Regions from separate parts of the Sus scrofa genome. Here region 2 is linked to region 1. Evidence: chromatin contacts called from public Hi-C data. All regions are on one chromosome and are shown on one strand. The core of a region is the stretch at or near the end of the contact, and the rest is flanking DNA. Distances in the headings are between cores, read along the strand shown.

What was found. Hi-C and Micro-C count contacts between places; a contact is called where the count stands out from the background.
Region 2: a Hi-C map of fetal skeletal muscle shows a contact between it and region 1, with 2.4 times the contacts expected there. The contact joins two enhancer-like sites. A contact is called at or near these places in 2 of 47 Hi-C or Micro-C datasets (embryonic fibroblasts and fetal skeletal muscle).

What each region holds. Positions count from the first base shown.
Region 1 is chr15:72,205,113-72,208,293 of Sscrofa11.1, reverse strand. All of the region lies in intron 6 of CSRNP3 (cysteine/serine-rich nuclear protein 3), which reads right to left. Among named protein-coding and RNA genes, the nearest start is that of GALNT3, 140 kb to the left of the region's middle. Within about 2 kb of position 1,438, at least 9 of the 83 cell types and tissues checked have an H3K27ac peak or open chromatin away from gene starts, as enhancers often do. A contact at or near this core is called in fetal skeletal muscle, where this site is marked.
Region 2 is chr15:72,427,843-72,431,023 of Sscrofa11.1, reverse strand. It overlaps TTC21B (tetratricopeptide repeat protein 21B), which reads left to right. Exons shown (of 28, transcript XM_021074791.1): 28 at 1-774. Among named protein-coding and RNA genes, the nearest start is that of TTC21B, 83 kb to the left of the region's middle. Within about 2 kb of position 1,648, at least 2 of the 83 cell types and tissues checked have an H3K27ac peak or open chromatin away from gene starts, as enhancers often do. A contact at or near this core is called in fetal skeletal muscle, where this site is marked.

The sequences.
Region 1 (3,181 bases), core at 189-2,688:
CCCCTCTTGATCATGGTGTCACTCACACCGTTTCAAATCTTAACCACAAATAAGGAGTGAAAAATGGATCTAGCAACCAAGACATACAGGAGGAGTTCCACTGATATCCAAATTTGCTACCAAAAGCAATCTTTTCCTTGTTCTAATTGTTTCCTTTATTTCCTTAAGTCACATTCTCAAGTTTCTCAAATACATTTGCCCCAACTGTGTTGTTTGTTATTTTGCTCAAGTAAGGTATTTAAAGCAGTAGTAAATCATTCAAGTGGGAGCAACTCCAAAGAAATATCTGAGGGCTTAGTGAACAAGAGGCAAAATTAAAATGAAGACTAACTGGGAATATTTTCTTTCCAACCATGAACAAAATCCAAATTTCCTTAAGTATGTAATATCAAGTGATGGCCAAATCAATGATATGCTATTTTATACTCAGTTATGAACAGAATAACACATGCAAAAACAATCACAAGCGGAAGAAAGAGACTCTCCCAGACACTGGGGATGTTAGAGACAATAGTGTGGTATTCCCAATATTCTGGAATTGAAGTGCTTTGCATTTCTAAAAAGGCCATCAGAACTGAGACAGAGTCGGTGAATGTAAGAAAATGTCAGAACTCCTCAAATAACAAATCAGGGGCTTTTTTTCCCCTTTTACTACCACCCTTATTACTAAGAAAGTAGCATTCAAAAAGAAAAATCATGGTAGAGTAACTCCCACTTGAAATGATGCTCGAGATAAGAAGTCTAAGTTTGTATTTGGTTCCCTATGGTGTGAACGATAGCTCTAAACGCTCCTCAAACTGTAGCATGTGTCTCTCCAGCCCTAAATGCTACTCTTCTGCATCTCAAACTAACCAAACACCTTATGTACTAGTAAAGCAGCAAATAGACTGGGGAGTATAAAATATGATAAACATACATAAGAACCAGTTGTCATTCTGATGTCATTCCTCCTGTAGAGGAATAGGTTTATAATTCATAGACAAGATTGGGTGGGTTAACCATTTAGCCATAAGCATTTTCCATCCTAATAGTAAGTGAAAATACTTACAATGGATTATTCTCAAGACTAATAACGTCTTCTATGCAGTGTAAACTTTTGAAGGAAATAATTCAAGATGAAACCCTTTTGTTTAAATTACCAGTTTATAAAAACAAAACAAAATAAAAAAACCCTCTCACACAAGACTATGTGAAATAATAAATTTTCTGTCATGATACATACAAATACTGCATATACATTTAAGCACAAAAAATTAACGAGAATAGAAATAATACATAATAATATATAATAAAAGATGACTTGGGGGCCAGATGACTACAGCTTTGTTTTGGATTATAAACATGCATGTCACGTAGTCATCCGTTCAGTCTGTCACTGCGTCCACACAAGCAGGCGAGAGATCTGTATGGAGAGAACCAGCGCTCTGACAGCTACAGCCCAGGCCTCTCAGCACTTTGCAAGCCAAATTTGCATTACAGGGCTTGTTTAATAGAGTAATCATCGACTTGCAATTCTCAGCTTGAAAGGAAAAAGGCTTACTGCCCAGGATTTTGATGTAAATTCAGAAAGCTGCATATAAAAATTAAGTGTAAACTTTGACCTTCCAGCTTTGACATCATAAATCATTAATTAAGATGGTTAACTCACAAAAGTGGCCATTTTTCAGAACTAGCTATTTTACATGCACATACTTTTATTTATAAAAGATGTCCCCTACACTTTCCCCCTAATTCTTGTGAGTAATCTAAAAAAACAGGCAAGGGGTTATTTTGTTCTCATACTTGTTAGGACAAATGGAATAAATACTCTATTTTAAAGTTATAAACTTGAAACTTTAAAAAATGCAAGAGAAATAATTTTAAAAAAAAGTCTTCTCCTCTTCTATATATAATGTTAATATATCGTTGACTTAGCACTGACCCTCTCTCGCTTACAATTAAATGGATGTCCTGTTGAAAATACAGTGTGACTTGGAATGCCCTCTCCATCCACATCCAATGCAATTAATACTGGGATGGTTAATTTGTAAACTAAAGTAGATTCAGATTAAACCATAGATTAAAAGAGGACCACTGAGTGATCTACCAAGTTTCACTCTAATTTTTCCTTTTTCATCAATTCATCCATCAAATTTATAGTACCAGGCATCATGAATCTTGGCGTTCCAAGTCTACATTTGACATGCAGGCTTTTTTCTGGCTGTTGTTATAAGATAAATTGTGTGTTTCTATGATGTATCACTTAAATAAAGCTTATACATTAATATTCTTAAGGAAAATATTTGAAACACAATGTAATATTTAAGTGTTTTGCTAAATCTGGACTCTGCATTCTGTTCAGTTCTGTCCAAAACAGACTGGAAGTTGGAATTTTTTTTTCCTATTTCATATATTCAACTGACCATCTGACCTTATTCCTAGGGAGAACAATTTCACTCAATTTTGATGAAGGTTATCCCTTCTTTTCTCTGTTTACACTATGCATATTCTTTTAGATGACATTAAAATTTTTCAAGGAATCCAAGATTTCCATATTTACATATGGAACATACATTAATACTGAAGTATTTATTTATTTTCTCATTTTTAAAGAATGCTTCTTTATTATAAGCATATCATATTACAAATCAATTAGGGAAAATATTTCTCTATCCTGCACCTGGAAAATAACAGGTGGTTAGATAATGTCCTCAAGTCAAAATCTGAATTATAAATTTGCTGAAAATCCATTATACAGATTACATTAATGGGCATCTGACCCTCTCAGACCCTCCATTAGTATTTTCAGAATTATGTTTACCTACCTCCAAGGAATATTATCAAAAATAATTACCTTTATAAAAAGCTTTAAGAATCACAGATGGAAAGTACTATCTTGGTGATGCTGTTAAACCAAATAAAAAGTGTGTTTCTTTATTATCAGTGAGAAAATAAGTACCACATACCTCCCAGCTTGTTTCCTTAATCTCTCATATGTGCAATTAAACCCTAAAACTTCATGCTTAAGAAATATATTTCACTGCTACTAAAGTAACAGCTATTTTCAAACTATATAAACTTAAACTCTCATTTTATTAAAATCTCAACATGGACACATCTTAAGACCATACCGTTTCTTATTGGGAAAAAAGGTAGTCATTACTAAACATAAATATTCGCAGTTCTGGCTGCAGTCCAGGTT
Region 2 (3,181 bases), core at 399-2,898, 220 kb before region 1:
AGGTAATTAAGTATCCTGTATCTTTTCTAAGGAATATTAGTTGTTTCAGGAAATGTATTTAAAACACTATTGTTCTCCGTTAAAAATTTTCTTAACATTCTCTGCTATTTTAAAGACTTGAGTAAACTTCCTGGTAATTATTTATGAAAAAGAAAATATATTTTTAATAAAGATTTTATAAATTTATGATTTGTATTCTTCTTGAAACTCAAAAGACACAGCAAAGTTTGCAAAATCAGGGTAAGCCCCCTATGCAGTCTGCAGTGCTAATAAGTATTATTACAGAAAATGTGACTTTCATAGAAAAATATAGTGTGTGTGTTTCCCTCTTTTTTTTTTTTTTAGGGCTGTATGCATGGCTTATGGAGGTTCCCAGGCTAGGGGTCAAATTGGAGCACTGTAACCACTGGCCTACACCACAGCCTCAGCAATGCCAGATCTGAGCCTCGTCTGCAACCTACACCACAGCTCACGGCAACGCCGGATCCCTAACCCACAGAGTGGGACCAGGGATCAAACCTGCGTCCTCATGGATGCCAGTCAGATTCGTTAACTGCTGAGCCATGATGGGAACTCGCCTCCCTTTTCTTTGTTGAACTGATTCCTCCTGCTCTCAATGCCAATGTGATCTTAAGAAATAATCAGTACCTGAAATTAGCTTAAATAGGTAAACCTTTAAAGCAAGATTTAACCTTAACCCAAAGACTGGGTCTTTTGGTGTAACTTCAGACATTGTAACATCTGGTGGTAACAATAAAGTACCAAAAAACCCTACAGACCCCACTGTTCCTTATGTCCTTCCCCACCCCTAGGTGAGCATTCCTACCCTTTTACACTGAACTAAACCTGACCTACATAAACTCAGTTCTTAGCATTATTTTAAACATGTTGTCTACATCTTTTTCAGTTGCCTTTAAAAATGCAATAAACAGTCTTCAATTTTAATTGCATCTTCAATAAACAGTATTTTTTAAAGTCATTTGCTTTTCCTTAAGAACTTCATGTTTATTTCTTTTGAGTTACAGTCTCTTGTTTCTGATCACTTCTCCGGTTTTCCAAAGTCCTTTTAAAATTCTGATTATGTTATAAAATTCTAATCATTCTTTTATTTATGAAATTTCAAGAAAATGCTAAATAGAGCAGTGTGTGTGTGTCTGTGTGTGTCTTTTTAGGGCTGCACCCATGGCATGCGGAGGTTTCCAGGCTAGGGGTCAAATTGGAGTTGTAGCCGCCAGCCTACACCACAGCTACAGCAACACAGGATCATCGGAGCTGCATCTGCGACCTATACAGCTCACGGCAACAGTGGATCCTTAACACACTAAGCAAGGCCAGCATCCTCATGGATGCTAATCAGATTCGTTTCCACTGAGCCACAATGGGAACTCCTAAATAGAGTGTTTATGAAGCATTTCATGTCTGTTAATACATTTTCACAAGTCTTACTACATTTTATCCTCACAACACTATAACATAGATATTATCCCTGCTTTACAGTTCTGGCACCATGACAATCTCTCTGTAATTCAGGGGGTGGGAGAGGAGGGGGGTGTCTTTTTCGACCTGAACTGACATTGTTAAGGACAGCATATAACAGAATACCCTCAGCAGTTTCAGTGAGCCTGCATCATGGAATGCTCGAGTCATGGAAATTAGAGAAAGTAGAACATCTGTTCTCCCAGCAAGATATTTCCAAATCAGTTTTCCTATCTGTAAAGTGAGGAGTTTGTTTTTGTTTCGTAAGCAGCCACTTATTCTACCATTTGTTAAATTCTATTCTAGGAACTTTCCTTGATAGATGGATGTCTTTTAGCTTTCACTCAACTCTCCAGAGAAATAACATTCTTTCAGATGGCAAGATGAGGTTCAAACTAAATGATTTGTCCAAGGTCACAGAAAATTTGTCAGAGCCTGGATTCCATACCAGCCTTTCCTATATGAAGATGCCTTCTACAATTAGACTGTAAGAAAAATTTTCTTACCTGCCTCTGGCTAGCAGATGAAACTGAGTGTTCTATCACAGAGATGGCTAGGTCATGAGGAAAAAGATGGAGTGAGTGGAATGAACACATCTTACAAATGTGGAAACTACCAAAAAGAAGTGTAAGTGTAAGAGGAGCAGTGTAGTATAGCAGTTGAGAGCAAGGATTAGAAGTCAGACCAACCCAGCTTTAAAGATTGGCCTTACTACTTACTAGATCTGAAATCTTTCTCGAGTTTCAAAGGTTCTCTGAGCCTCGGTTTTCTCATCCATAAAGAAGCATAATAGGAGTTCCCGTCGTGGCACAGTGGTTAACGAATCTGACTAGGAACCATGAGGTTGCGGGTTCGGTCCCTGCCCTTGCTCAGTGGGTTGACGATCCGGCATTGCCGTGAGCTGTGGTATAGGTCGCAGACACGGCTCGAATCCCGCGTTGCTGTGGCTCTGGCATAGGCCGGCTAGGTTCCCCTAGTCTGGGAACCTCCATATGCCGCGGGAGCAGCCCAAGAAATAGCAAAAAAAAAGAAGAAGAAGCGTAATAACCTTCCTCAGGTTGTTGTAAGAATTAAATAAGAGAATGTACATAAAACCTATTAATGAATCTGACTCACTTAGGCTCTTAATAGACAATAACTTTACTTATTTATTATAAGCTGAACGAGGTCAAGTAATTGCAACTGAGAAGAACCTTCACAGAAGAAAAGAGACAAAGCAGGCGAAGGTGAGATAGAGAGGACCAGTCAGTTCCCCTAGAAGCATGGCCATACAGGAGTTAGGATTCTGATTCATGCCTGCCTCTCTCCCTCTCCCTCCCTCCGTCTCTCTCCCTCCCCTCTCTTCCTCCCAGCAAACATTAATTTGCACTCTCTACATGCATGTATCTCATTAGACTTCTGCCCTTCCGTCCTCTAGTGGAATTCTCTCCCTATGCTCCTCTCCCTTATCCCCAATTCCTGTGTCCAAGCCTCCCTCTCTAGGCTTTTTCATTCAGGTATCAGTTTATCATCACCTCCTCAGAGACCACGCCCGCATCCAGGGTGTGCTCTCAAGTAGCTATGTCAGTCTGTATCATATCACCCTTAACTAAACTCTCTATTTAACACGTACTAATCTCTGATGTTTTTCACATGCCCAAGATCGCACATCCAGGAAAGCTGGAACTCCAACTGAACAGCAGCTTGAAAGAATTAGTGCCCATGG